Linked DNA regions of Sus scrofa: all the other regions are linked to region 2. A link is a contact called in public Hi-C data. All regions are on one chromosome and are shown on one strand. Each heading gives the region's core, a stretch centred on a gene start, on an enhancer-like site or on the middle of the called end of the contact. The rest is flanking DNA. Distances are from core to core; before and after follow the strand shown.

Region 1 (4,160 bases), core at 485-2,984, 230 kb before region 2:
ACCACTACTTTAGATCTGTCTGTCTTCAGGGACACAGGTAGACTTAAAATAGCACTTAATCTGATCTCCTGCCTTACACTCTTGTTTTTCTCCTTATGCCCATTTTCTGAGGAACAATCATGTCATTATAAAGCAGATCCTCTCAAACCCTTCGATGACTTCCCATCACTCTTAGCATAAAATGTAAATTCCTTGTCAGGGCCACAAAGCTCTATACATTCTAACCCTTGCCCACAGCTCTTCTAAATTCATCTCTTACCATTCCTGCCTTTCCTCCATAAGCTTCAGCCCCCTCACCTTTCTTATTTTGTTTTGAAAGGTAAAAATCATTCCATCTTTTGGGTCTTTGTACTTAGTGGTCCCCCAGCCTGGAACACTTCTGCCTTTAATCTTGGCTGGTTCTGTCCACCACTAAGCACTTAGTTGAGAGTTCTTGCCTGAATATCTTTTTTAATTGATCTCCCTGATGCTTCCTTTATTTTTAGAAGCAGACTTTCCTATTTCCTTTATCACTATTTGAAATTATCCTTGTTTAGTTGCTCATTTATTATTTCTGCCTCAGAAGAATAAAAACTGAAAATTTTCAGCCTTTTAAAAAGTGAGCAATGTTGTTTTCAGAAAAGCTCTTTCAGCAATATTTACATTAGACCTTGATACTTACTTGATGTTCACATTATCCCAAAAGTGCATCCTGCCAACAAGAACCCAGTTCCCTAAAACGGTTAGGGTTAAGTGGAACCACACTCATCTATGTTCCTTCAATTAAATACAAAAAATTGGGGGACAAATGAAGGAACATTACTTTTTGAACACAAGAGATACATTTATTCAGTGCTTTAAGATGTTTTTAAAAGACTATGCTTTTGAAATTACGTCCAAGACCTCACCATAACAAAGTAGTTTTACATAGGCCAGGGAGTCACTTAAACCTTTTAGGTTACAACTCCTTTCGTCCAGTCTCAATTTTATATGTATGAGGAAAGCAAGACCCAAAAGGATGTTTTACACTGAGCTAGCTAACCTAAGCTGGGGCCACAAATCACTCGGATTGTAATTAATGTTTATCCTACTATAATGCACTACTTCTGCGAACTAAATGGGGAGCCCTCTGCTCTCATTTGGAAGAAAGCTATCAAGACTGTCCTCCCCTCTGCACCACCCACTCCTTCAACTGTGTCAAGCGGTTTCGCCGTTCCAAAGCAATTTCACCAGCTTCACGTTCTAAAGGAGCGCCTCATCATCGCCGTTTTACCGAAGGATAAAAAAACGCACGGGGCGGACGTCACGCCTGACCCGCTATAAAACGCGAAATATAAAACGCGAAGCCTGCGGCCTCGTCCCCCACTCGCCGCCTCTGCCCCCTCGACCCTTCCAGGGGTCGGTAAAGAACCGAAATTCCTGCGGGCCTCCGCGGCCGAGCCCTCCCAAGAACACCTCCCTTTCTGGAATCTTCTCTCCCTCCGACCGCCGTGTCGTGGAAGCATGCCCGGCCCGTTAGTAGGCCTTTCTCCTTCGCCACGACCGCCGCAGCCCTGTGCCGACTCTCCCACCTCACTCCCCCTTCCTCCTTTTCTTACCTTCGCTCCTTCTTTGAGCATCTGGGCAAAGCCCGGAGCCTTGGGGACGTGAAGCGCCATGGCCAGACGGCAGGTAGCTATTCACGCGCCCGCTCAGAAGATCCCGGAGGAAGTGAGGGGCGCGCACAGCCTCCTGGGAACGCAGCGTGCGGCGGCCTCACGCTCCGCCTTTCTCTCCAGCCGGGCCGCCCCTTCCCGAGTCGCCTGTAGTGAAGCATCGCGAGAAGGAGCAGTTCGCGTAGCCAGACTGAAATGAGGATCCTCGATCAGGTCGATTGATGGGCGGGCCGGGGGCGTGAGCTCTCCACCTTCCGGCCGTCGCACGCGCAGGTTGCCGGACAGCTGTGGCTCGCTCGGGTTTTTCCTTCCGTAGGCTGCTGCCTGGGATGTTTGAGTTTTATCAGTTCGTACCTGCAAGCCGTGCCTTTACAAAATTGTCTTCCTTGTAACCTTCCAGACCTTCCTACAACATCAGGGCAGGTGTGCCCTTTTCTTTTTTCTGAGGCAGAGCACCTCAGAATCTACCGTTAAGCGTGTTCCCTGCTGTATAAGCTCTGGGGACTTGAAATTGGTAAATAAAACCTCTAAGGACAGCTGCATACTGATTACTCCTATGCTGCAGGCTCTGTGCTATTTGCTTTACACGCAGTATCTTAGCTAATGGTTAATCTTACAAGGTAATTCTTATTTCTGTTTTTTGTTTGGCTTTTAGGTTTTGTTTGTTTTTGCTTTTTAGGGCCGCACCCGCTGGCATATGGAGGTTCCCCAGGCTAGGGCTCCAACTGGGGCTACAGCTGCCGGCCTATGCCACAGCCACAGCATTGGGATCAGAGCTGCGTCTGTGACCTACACCACCGCTTCTGGCAACACGGGATTCTTAACCGACTGAGCAAGGCCGGGGATCAAGCCTGCAACCTCATGGTTCCCAGTCGGATTCGTTTCCACTGTGCCACAACAGGAACTTCCGTTTTTTGGTGGTTTTTTTGTTTGTTTGTTTGTTTTTTCTTTTATCTTTTAGGGCCTCACCTGGGGCTAGGGGTGGAATCCGAGCTACAGCTGCTGACCTACACCACAGCCGCAGCAACGCCAGATCCAAGCCGTGTCTGTGGAAAATCAGGGATGCTTAACCCACTGAGCGGGGCTAGGATTCGAACCTGCCTCCTCATGGACGCTAGTCAGATTTGTTTCTGCTGAGCCACGACGGGAACTCCTTTTATTTCCGTTTGATAGAAGGGGAATTTGCAGTTTACAAAGGACGATTTGTGCAAGATCACAGCACTAGTAATGCTAATGCTAGGATTCCTACCCAGATCAAGTTGATTGCAATATGCACATTGTTAACCAACTACATTACTCTTTCTTGCTTTTTCTTGGAAATATAAATCCCTTTTACTCTCACAGAATCCTTTAAAACCTAACCTCTCTGTCTAACTACGTCAACACATGGCTGATTTAAAAAAAATTAAATGGTAATAGAATGTGAAAGTAATCCACTCTTTTGCTGAAAATACAAAAAAAAAAAAAAAGTGGAGCAGAACTTTGGCTGGACTTTTGTTCTTTGCTTGAACACTTGCGAATGACTTATTTCCCTTAAATTGGGACAAATTTAGTGTACTTTAAGGAGTAATCATGTGTCAAGTGTATTCATTATAACTTTTTCTAATGAACACCGAAAATACATATGTACTAAAAAATACTTTTAAGGTTCTCCTGTGGTGCAGTGGGTTAAGGATCCAGGGCATTATCACTGCAGTAGCTTGGGTCCCTGCTGTGGCACCAACTGGATCCTTGGTCCTGGAACTTACACATGCCCCAGGTGCAGCTAAACAAAAACAAAAACAAACCAAAAAACCCAAAACTTGCCACGTCACTCAAATCAAATGCTATGTGAACTACCTGTTGGAAAACATAAGAGTTTAGCAATTCTCAGTATTGTTTAGGGACATCCTGAGATTTTTCTTACGGATTCCCTAAGAAATAAAAACTCATTTGTCTAACTCAAAGAGAGCATTGCTGATAAACATAACCAACACACACACACACAACCTGAAAGGGGTTAAAAATGACATGATGAAATTTTAATCAAAATGACTAAGGCGTCAAATCTTGTTTTGTTTTATTTTTTCTTTTAAGGGCGGCTCGCTGGGGCATATGAAAGTTCCCAGGCTAGGGGTTGAATTAGAGCCACGGCTGCTGGGCTACACCACAGCCACAGCAATGCAGGATCCGAGCTGCATCTGCAACCTACACCACAGCTCCTGGCAATGCCAGATCCTTAACCCACTGAGCGAGACCAGGGTTCGAACCCAAGTCCTCATGGATCCTAGTTGGGTTCGTTAACCACTGAGTCACCAGGGGAACTCCTAAGTCATCAAATCTTGATAAGGACACTGGAAGAGAGCTCGAGGGTAAAAGTATTGATGAGTCATGTTTTCATGGAAAGTTTGTAATAAAAATTGATCTTAATTAATTTTAGTAAATTAAGGAAATGGACAGGATTGAAATCAAAATTTTCTATTTGGTAATTTGTCAAGGGTTATATTGATCTAATTAAGAAGAATGCTATTTAGATAAAAATTCATT
Region 2 (4,228 bases), core at 529-3,028:
CTCATGAATACCAGTGGGGTTTGTTTCTGCTGAGCCACCATGGGAACAAATACCCCACAGATTCTTATGCACACTAAAGACTGAGTAGTCCTAACAGCCTTAATATTCTCAACGCCTTAATATACCTTTGTATGACTTTTCAAATAATTTAACATACCAGACCATATGCCATTTGTCCAGAGTAAAGGAGGAAGAGTTCCTCCCAAAGAGGAGGGTCTGTTCTTCCTCTAAGAGAAACTGCACAAGTGTGGGAGGAAGGAAAGATAGAATTCCACTGGCTTAGGGTGGAAGGAGAGTGAAGCCTCAAAAACTCTCAGGTGTGTGTAAGAACCCCAGTCATTTCATGTCTATTCTAAACTATTCTTTCCTCCCTTCTCACTAAATATTTGTATTCCACCATGAACTCAGGCAGCCTGGAACTGCCATCTGCCTCTTAACCTCTGGACTATTGCATATGTTCTTCCCTCCTTGGACGGCAGGGCCCCATTCTTCCCAGTTAAGACCCAATGCAAATGCTACCTTCTGCCTGATTCTAGGGCACGATGAATCCCTTCACTCCTTGGACCCTCTCGTCATTTTCTCGTGCATTTTGGATGTAACTCAAATGGCCCTAAGTCTCACAGCCTGTGACTACAAACACAGTCATATTAGAGACAGTATCTGACTTTATTATATTGGAAGCTTTTTTATTATTTATTTATTTTGCCTTGGGAGGTCCAGGGCTATCTTCCGGTGAGCAAGAATGAGCTCATACATCCTGGTGCTGGTGCTGTCCAGCCACCAGTTTCTTTCGATCTCTCCACCTGAATTCAAAAGCCAATGGTAAAATCCTTTCACACAATCGGAACTTCAATCCGGTTGGCTGGCACAGTGTCAGTGCGCTGGGTCTCCCGCTAGATTGGTAAGCGCAGGCTTTGCCAGGGGAGCAACTTTTCGCAGAGAGGGTGCTTTGGACTCCAGAGATGCTAATTGGCTTGGGAACATAACTTAAAAACCTACAATTGGATAAACCCAGAATAAACAACACAAGATGAAAATCTGACCAGGGCTTGAGATGGGCGGGCTGACATCGCTGGGCGCTGAACGTGGCTCCAAGTTTCCTGGCAGCCACCGCGTAAAAGGAACACCTGTTAGCGGACGCCGTTGTTTTCATTGTCAGACACAAGCAGGGCTGCCAGATGCTTTCTACAAAATCCTGGATGCACTTGATGCATCCCTATTGGCAGGTTTAGACACCTCGAGAACCTGGGAGACCCGCCGGCCCCAGGGAAAGGGTTTCCAGAAGCTACCCCCTCAGGTTTCCGGGGAGGGACTGGGTCAGGGCTCTCCCACTCTCGTGGTGTCCGCCGGCGCTCGATTCCGGGTGTCCCGGCAACACTTAGAGCGAGTAGGCCATCAGGCTTTTCCTTTCTGCTCTCAGCAGCAAAGGAGGAGGTGGTCCTCGGGTGCCTTTTTCCTTCAGGCAGCGGGTCGCGCTCGCAAAGGGGCACGGTGCGCGAAGGCTGCAGGATCCCATCATCGCCTCCCTGAGGCCTGCTCAGCCCCGGGCCTGCGAGGTCCCTCTCCACCTCCCCTCGCGTGGGCTTCAGGCTGCGCTGACGGAGCCGCACCGATCTTTGGAAAAGAGGACTAAGCCGCTGGTGGGGCGTGGCCTCCGTTGTGGGCGGGGTTTAGGCGCCTGGGAGCGGGTGGGGCGGGGCCCGCGAGACAGGCCTACGGGGCGGGGCCTCGAGCGGGAGGGGCGGGGCTAGGGCCGGGAGGGGGCGGTGGCCGCGGCCGCAGAGGAAAGGAGGGGAGGAGACGGGGCGGGAGGGGGGGCGGAGAGAAGAGAAGGGGAGGGGGCGGCTGGCCGCGCGGAGGGAGTGAGTCACCTGATCGCTGCCCGCGCAGCCAGCCAGGCTTGCTCGCTGCAGTCAGTCGGGCCGCGCCGCGCCTCGGCTCTGGTGAGTGGTTCTCCTGTCCCGCGCGCCCTTCCTCGGGAGCGTCCGCGCGGCGGCGGCGCGCGGTCGGGGCCGCGGGCCTGTGAGGGGCGGCCCGCGGGCAGGTTCCGGGGAGGCGGCGGAGGGGACCCTGGCGGCTGCTTTCTGGGCGGGGGTTACTAAGCGGGGCCCGTGGGGGGCGGCTGCGGTTCCCGTTCCTGGAAGTGGCCGCGTCCGCCGGAAGGGGTGACCGGTCGGTGCCCTGGGGCCGGGTGCGCGGCGCGCTCCGTTGTTTACGGGCCCGCGCTGTTCTTTACCCCGGGGCCGGCGGGCGGGGGGCTGGGCGCTCGCTTCCCCACCCCCGCCTCTTGGTCACCCGGGTCCGAGCCCGCGGCCCGCCCGGGCTGTGACACATCGGCACCGCCCGCGCTGCCGGGCCCGGCTCCGTATTGTCCTCCCGCCCCCTCCCACCACCCTCGGCCGCTGCCGCGTCCAGCGAGCTGTTGGCCTCCCGTCCGCCCAGTCTGGGTGTGTGTCGCGCGTGCAATCGCGTAAGACAGGCCGAGTTCGTGGCTGGAGCAAAAACACCACCTTAAGGGGCTGGGTTTAGTGAAGAATGGTTTGGGGCCCCGGAGATCCGAGGGCCCCCTTTGTTGGAGTTTTGCCCGCACGTTGTAATTTAAGACTCCCACAGTCAGGTGAGAGAGATTTTGATCATAGAGACACCAGCTTTGTGTACGTCTAATGTAACACGAGTGCCGTGGCTTTCTGGGTTTTTTTTTTTTGCAGGGCAGTTTTATGTCATTGAGTAGCAAAGGCTTTTGTGCCCTGAGCCTGCTGCGTGAAATTTGGGCTGATTCAGGGTGTATAGCGTAGTAGTAATTGTGAAAGAACGTGTGTGGGAAAAACAAGCTACAGTGTCAAGCTGGAAGGAACAAAGGCTGTTTTGTAGGAATGTCTGTCTTTTTGGAGAATTATATCAGTATTGGGTCTGTTACCCTGAAGGGTGCCACGACTAGGTCTTTGTTCATCTATGTCCAGGAAGGTTTGCCTTGAAAGCAGTTCCGAAAGATAAAGGCTGGAAAGACCGGACGTGGTAGTGACAGAGCGCTGGGGCGCTTCACATGGTCAAGCAGAGAAATGGGAAGAGGCTGGCTTGCTTCTTCCTGGTCCTGGGTAAGTGGTGGAAGGGCTGGGCTGGGCTTGAAGACGCTTGCCACTTCAGCCTTTGGATTAGAGAAGCCCAGGGCAGAAAAAAAAAGACATTCGGTGAGTCAGCTTGGGGTAGGATGGCCTTGGTTTAAGTGATTGCATGGCACCACGGCTTACTGTTGTTGTTTAACCTCTGGCTGTGTCAAGTGGTTTACTATTGTTCAATAGGTTGGTTGGCTAACAAGGTGGATGACTCCTTAAAAAAAGTTGGGTTGCTGAGTCATTCGCCCCAGCCTGAGAGGTAATTAGGAACAGCTGGTGCAGATAGGCTCATCACATGCCTCCACTATAAAAGGCCAAGGAGCACTCAAGAGGGGTTGCTTCTGAGGGCTGAAGCTGGGGTTGTCTCTGTTGGTACAGGTGATCGGTGGGTGAGGTGCCAGCACTCTTAGGAAGTGGCCAAGGAGTGCTGAGGTGGTGTTTAAACAGAGCAGCCTCGTGACCTGCTGCCTGAGAAGAAGTTTGTGCTGGAGAGAGCTGAAACTCAGAAAGAAATTCACAGCTAAGGGGTGACCTCCTAACAGTATTGTAACAAAAGCATTTACTCCTCTTAATGTATGGAGTGTTTTGTTTCCCTTTTTGTGGTTTTGTTGGTGTGTGGCTTATATCTTTTAGAAAGTGAATTTAGTTTGTTCTTCATATAGATTTTTTTTTTTAGGAGAACTGCAAACGGAGCCTTCCTCTTCGTTTTCATGGCCCCAGGCTTTTCATGCAGACACTGGTAGTTTCTGGTGGCTGAGAAGAGGGTAAGGAGAATGTGGGTGGAATTCATAGGTGTCTTTGGGGCAAGTCTGGAAAGAGCTGTCTAATGAGAGGCAAACCATGTGTATATCTGTTTCAGTATCTTCAGTCATGGCGCTGGGGTCTTTACATCTTGAAAATCACTTCTGGCTTTAAAAATGACCACAGGGCCCAAGCATATAGTCCCTGTTTAGGGATGGGAAATATGGAGTAGGGTTATCTGGCCTTTATCTGTGGTGAAAAGAATGATTCTTATTCATGGTAGTTCATTTAAAACATTTGTAGTTGAAAAAAGTGCTTTACTTTTGGGACTGGAAGAAATTAGATATCATGAATTATTTAGGGGTTGGGACTTC
Region 3 (4,801 bases), core at 284-2,783, 170 kb before region 2:
CTGATCTTTTTAGTGTCTCCATAATGTGCTTTTCCATAATGTCATGTAGTTGGAATCATACAGTCCATAGCCTTTTCAGATTGGCTTTTTTTTTTTTTTTCTCTTAATAATACTCACGTTTCCTCCATGTCTTTTTGTGGCTTGATAGCTCATTTCTTTTTATCACTAAATAGTAATTCATCGGATGTATCACAGTTTGTTATCCACTCAGCTGTGGAAGCACATCTTGTTTGCCTCCAAGTTTTGGCAAATATGAATAAAGCTGTTCTAAACATCTGTGTATAAGTTTTTGTGCGGACATAAGTTTTCAGTTCCTTTGGGTAAATAGCAAGCAGTGATTCCTGGATCATGTAGTAAGAATATATTTCGTCTTATAGGAAACTGCCAAACTGTCTTCCAAAGTAGCTGCCCCATTTTCCCTCCTCATCAGTATTTGGTGTTGTCAGTGTTTTGGATTTAGGCCATTCTAATAGGTGTGTAGTGATAAGTCGTTGCTTTAATTTGCAATTTCCTAATGACATATGGTGTCCATATCTTTTCATATGATTATTTGTCATCTGTATATCTTCTTTTATGAGATGTCTGTTGAGATCTTTTGCCCATTTTAAAATTGGGTTGTTTTCCTATTGTTGAGTTTCAAGAGTTTTTTTTATATTTTGGATACCAGTCCTTTATCTGGTAGGTATTTTGCAAAGACTTTCCCCCCTGTCTGCCCATTCTCTTAATACTTGTTTATCTTGAATTATTTATCCTCAACATCATCATCCAACTATTTTATTTATTTGTTTATTTATTTATTTATTTTTTGGTCTTTTTGCCTTTTCTAGGGCTGCTCCCATGGCATATGGAGGTTCTCAGGCTAGGGGTCTAATCGGAGCTGCAGCCACCGGCCTACGTCAGAGCCACAGCAACACGGGATCTGAGCCGTGTCTGCGACCTACACCACAGCTCAGGGCAACGCCGGATCCTTAACCCACTGAGCAAGGGCAGGGATCGAACCCACAACCTCATGGTTCCTAGTCAGGTTTGTTAACCACTGCACCACGACGGGAACTCCCCATCCAACTATTTTAAGGTACTACTGACCTTCAGGTTGATAGCTATTAAAAAATTTGAGGAGTTCTAAGTCCCTTCCCAGTCACCATTGAGTCGTTCTGCAGTCAGTTGCATTCGTAGATGGAATCAGGTCATCAAGCCCAACAGCAGCTCAACCTCAGCTCTCACGTTCCTAAGCGGCATCACCGCTGCTATCATCTCAGAGTTGGCTGTGGCCGTCCAAGTTGGCTGGGTCCCGGGAGCTGATTGGAGCGGCCGACATTTTTGCTGACTGGAGTCATTCTATCTTTGCCAGTTTGCTGGAATAGACACAGACACCGATTGGGTCACACTGAAGACATTCCTGTCTTGTGAAGCAAGTCTGTTTGTATTTTAGGTTTGCCAGGACTAATGAATTAAAACATTTGGACTCTCCACAACTTGCTGTTTATCAATGCCTCTGACAGGAGGAGGGTTTTCTTTTGCTCTTGCTTTTTCTAGAAGCATGACAACATCCTGGCTGTTGGAGAGGCAAGGAAAGGAGAGAGGGGTAGTGGAGGAAGCGGAACAGGGAGGCCCCGTGGGACGCTGGGGTCTGGGGGACAGCAGGTAGCAGTGAGCCGCCCTCCCAGCTGTCACTGCCCCTCAGATTGTCACTGTCTGCTATGCAGCAGGTGCAGCCTGCTCTGCTACTAGGTCTTTATTCCACAAAGGCAACGACCGGCCAAGGCAGTGGCTGGCCCTGGATTACACAAGTGCAGACACTCAACTAAGTGAGGTAAGGCAACAGGTGTGAAAACCCAACTAAATGCTCAGAGCACCAGCAACTTAACCAAAGCTCTGCTACTGCCGAGAGGAGGAATCAGTGGCCCATTTCCCCAGGCGGTGTGATGAAAAGGCAAGTTGGTTCAGGGGCTCTTGTGGTTGACACCGTGTGGAACTCCAAATCCACCCAACTTTGCCGCCGCCATCCTTGGGGAAGCAGCAGACAGATGTTCTCTGTTGTGTGGAGGGGAGGGACTCTAGCTAGCTGCCTTTCTCAGTTCCATTTCCCCTGGCTGGAAACCCTATCTGAGATCTATTTACAAAATCCTGGAGGCAAATTTCCACCTCTCGGGGTTGATTTCTTGGTGCAGGAAACTGTTGGGAGATTTAGTCAAAAGAGGAGTGAAGCTTTTCATCCTCGGTTGTTATGATGAAATGATTTGGTGATGGTACAGGGCGTAATAATAAGACTTCTTTTGGCTACAACTTTAAGGGGATTTTTATTGTTTGTTTTGTTAAATTTGAGACAGTCTGTTCTATTCCCTAGGAACAGGTGGCTAACGAGATGGTTGATTCTAAGCAGACGAGACTACACAGAAATGTATGTCAGAGCTAAGATAAAACAAATTTTAAGTCAAGTAACAGTGATTTTCTATTACCCTTTTCTTGAGTCGAATGTTTCATGTTAATCCTTTCTTTCTAACTTAGAATGACATGACTGGGAGTGCTTTATGGTTTATTGCTACTTGTAATGTTAAATGAATGGGCTGAGTATGATTCTAACTGGGTGATAAACAGTTACCGGTGTTTCTCCAAAGCATACTAGGTGTTTAATATAAACCTATTCTCTTTTCATATACTGGGTAAGATGGTTCCATTTGTATGACTGTCTAAATATAAGTATATATATATTTATATATACACGCATTCGCTTTGGCTCTATAAATAATTGTAATAACAAAATTCGGTATTCTAGACACTATTTATAGATTGAGAAAAGCTATGGGAAAGAATCAAAAACCTTGCTCTGAGAAAATGACCTGCTAAAGCAGTTCCCAGAATCTTGCTAAGAATGGTTAAAGAGATGATTTATATTTTGCCATTTTTAGAGACATTTTCCTTAAAATATCATTCAGCGTTTTTGGTTTACTGTCTCCACAAGAAGGAAAGTAGAGGGTTTAGTGGGAGCTTGACTGAAAATAGAAAAGTTAAATATATGTATTTAAATGACAAAGATACTGTGTATTTGTAATAACATCTTTTCCTAGTCCCACTGAACGAAAATTATCAAGTATCTTGGTTAAAATGTATTTGGGTTGAATTCTCTTATTATAACAAAGAAATATTCATGTATTTTCATTCACCCCAACCCATCTTATCTGTATGATGTTTTTCCGTTCATTCTATCTTAGTTTATTAATTAAATGGCTATTTACCAGGTGGGGTAGAACATCAATAGGATGTTTTTAGGATTTGTCTTTTGTTGTAGCATACACTGTGCACAACCTTAGAAATGTTTGATAAATTTACAGGTAGTTAATCAGATATTTAAAGCACCTACTATTCATAATGTAATTGTGGGATATTTTAAAGGAGTCTTTGGTATTCTTGAAATAATTCCGTGATGCTCATTTGTTACCACTCCTAGATCAATAATTCAGTTCCAATTTAGGCTTTCGTGTGTGAAAAGTTGTCTGATGCCTTATTAAGACTTCTTTATCCCCTCAATTAGAAATAAAACACTATACAAGACCTTGAAAGGCCAGGCTTGGACTGGTCAGTGTGGAGGGATACTAAAAAAGCGAGGTGGGTGGAGATTTTGCTCCACCTTGTCTATTTCATTCTAGATGTATTTTCAAAGTGAATTTTTTTTTTTTTTTGGTAAGCCAGAAAAAGAATTTTAAATGGAGGCAGGTGTAGGGGAAGAAAGCTAGGGGCTGAGAGTATCATTAAGATAAGAAAGAAATCAGGGTTTACTAACTTTCCCCTCTAATTTCCAAAGGTCTCTGAGTAGTGAAGGGACAATGTTGGGTAAAATGACAATGGCTCTTTCTTGTTTCTACAGCTGGAAGACCCAGGGGAAGGCCAAGGCTCAGGTGCCCACATGATCAGCACAGCCAGGGTACCTGCAGATAAGCCAGTACGCATTGCCTTCAGCCTCGATAATGCCCCAGGTATGCTCCACTCTGTGGGAAACGGCTCCCCTCTCCCCTACCCCCCACCACCTGCTGCCTTCTTACCATCATCTTTTCTTGTTCCACCAAGGGCATTTAGAAATGCATGCCTGGCATGACCCAGTGATGGGGAATGTGATTTTTCATCATGCATTGTTGCAGTGTGGCTTCCAGAAATGCCTCTGCTACTGCTTCCATCTCTAAACCTTTGGTTGTGTGAGCACCTTTCTCCTTCTTTCTTACTTTTTCCATTTTAGCTTTAATTTATTATAAAACTGATGAAGCTATATAACCATTTCTAACAAGAGCAAATTATGTCCTTAGTAAAACTGCATGAGGAGGGAATTCCCACTGAGGATCATTGGAAATGAACCCAACTAGTATCCATGAGGGTGTGGGTTCCAACCCTGGCCCTGCTCAGTGGGTTAAAGGATACAGCCTTGCTGTGAGCTGTCGTATAGGTCGCAGATGTGGCTCGGATCTGGTATTGCTGTGGCTGTGGTGTAGGCTGGCAACTAGAGCTCCTTTTCGACCCCTAGCCTGGGAACTGCCCTATGCCGAGGGTATAGACCTAAAAAGCAGAAAACAAAAACAAGAACAAACACTGCATGAGGAAATGCTTCTTAAGAGCTGGCACTGGGTCAGGTAATATAAAAATATCACTGTTCTGGTTCTAGCAGCATTTCCTGAAGCCCAAGTTCTACAATGTGGTTTCTCACGGGTGCTCCCACACTTCCAGCTAAATTATCACACTTCAGTGGGAGGGATGAATGGGACAGGTGAGATGGACCCTCTTGAAATAGTGAGATCTGAGATGAGGTTGCCAT

What was found. A called contact is a pair of places that touch in the nucleus more often than the background predicts.
Region 1: a Hi-C map of skeletal muscle shows a contact between it and region 2, with 5 times the contacts expected there. The contact joins the promoter of CCT8 here to the promoter of BACH1 in region 2. A contact is called at or near these places in 6 of 47 Hi-C or Micro-C datasets (brain, fetal heart ventricle, heart right ventricle and 2 more) and 2 of 2 datasets of contacts at active chromatin or transcription factors (alveolar macrophages and skeletal muscle).
Region 3: a contact with region 2 is called in a Hi-C map of skeletal muscle, with 4 times the contacts expected there. The contact joins the promoter of MAP3K7CL here to the promoter of BACH1 in region 2. A contact is called at or near these places in 1 of 47 Hi-C or Micro-C datasets (skeletal muscle) and 1 of 2 datasets of contacts at active chromatin or transcription factors (skeletal muscle).

Annotation. Positions count from the first base shown.
Region 1 is chr13:192,421,732-192,425,891 of Sscrofa11.1, forward strand. It overlaps CCT8 (T-complex protein 1 subunit theta), which reads right to left and starts at 1,735. Exons shown (of 16, transcript XM_003358899.4): 1 at 1,578-1,735. The coding sequence starts at 1,637.
Region 2 is chr13:192,654,511-192,658,738 of Sscrofa11.1, forward strand. BACH1 (transcription regulator protein BACH1) reads left to right here and starts at 1,779. Exons shown (of 5, transcript XM_021070889.1): 1 at 1,779-1,943.
Region 3 is chr13:192,487,404-192,492,204 of Sscrofa11.1, forward strand. It overlaps MAP3K7CL (MAP3K7 C-terminal-like protein), which reads left to right and starts at 1,534. Exons shown (of 6, transcript XM_021070880.1): 1 at 1,534-1,813; 2 at 2,348-2,401; 3 at 3,866-3,974.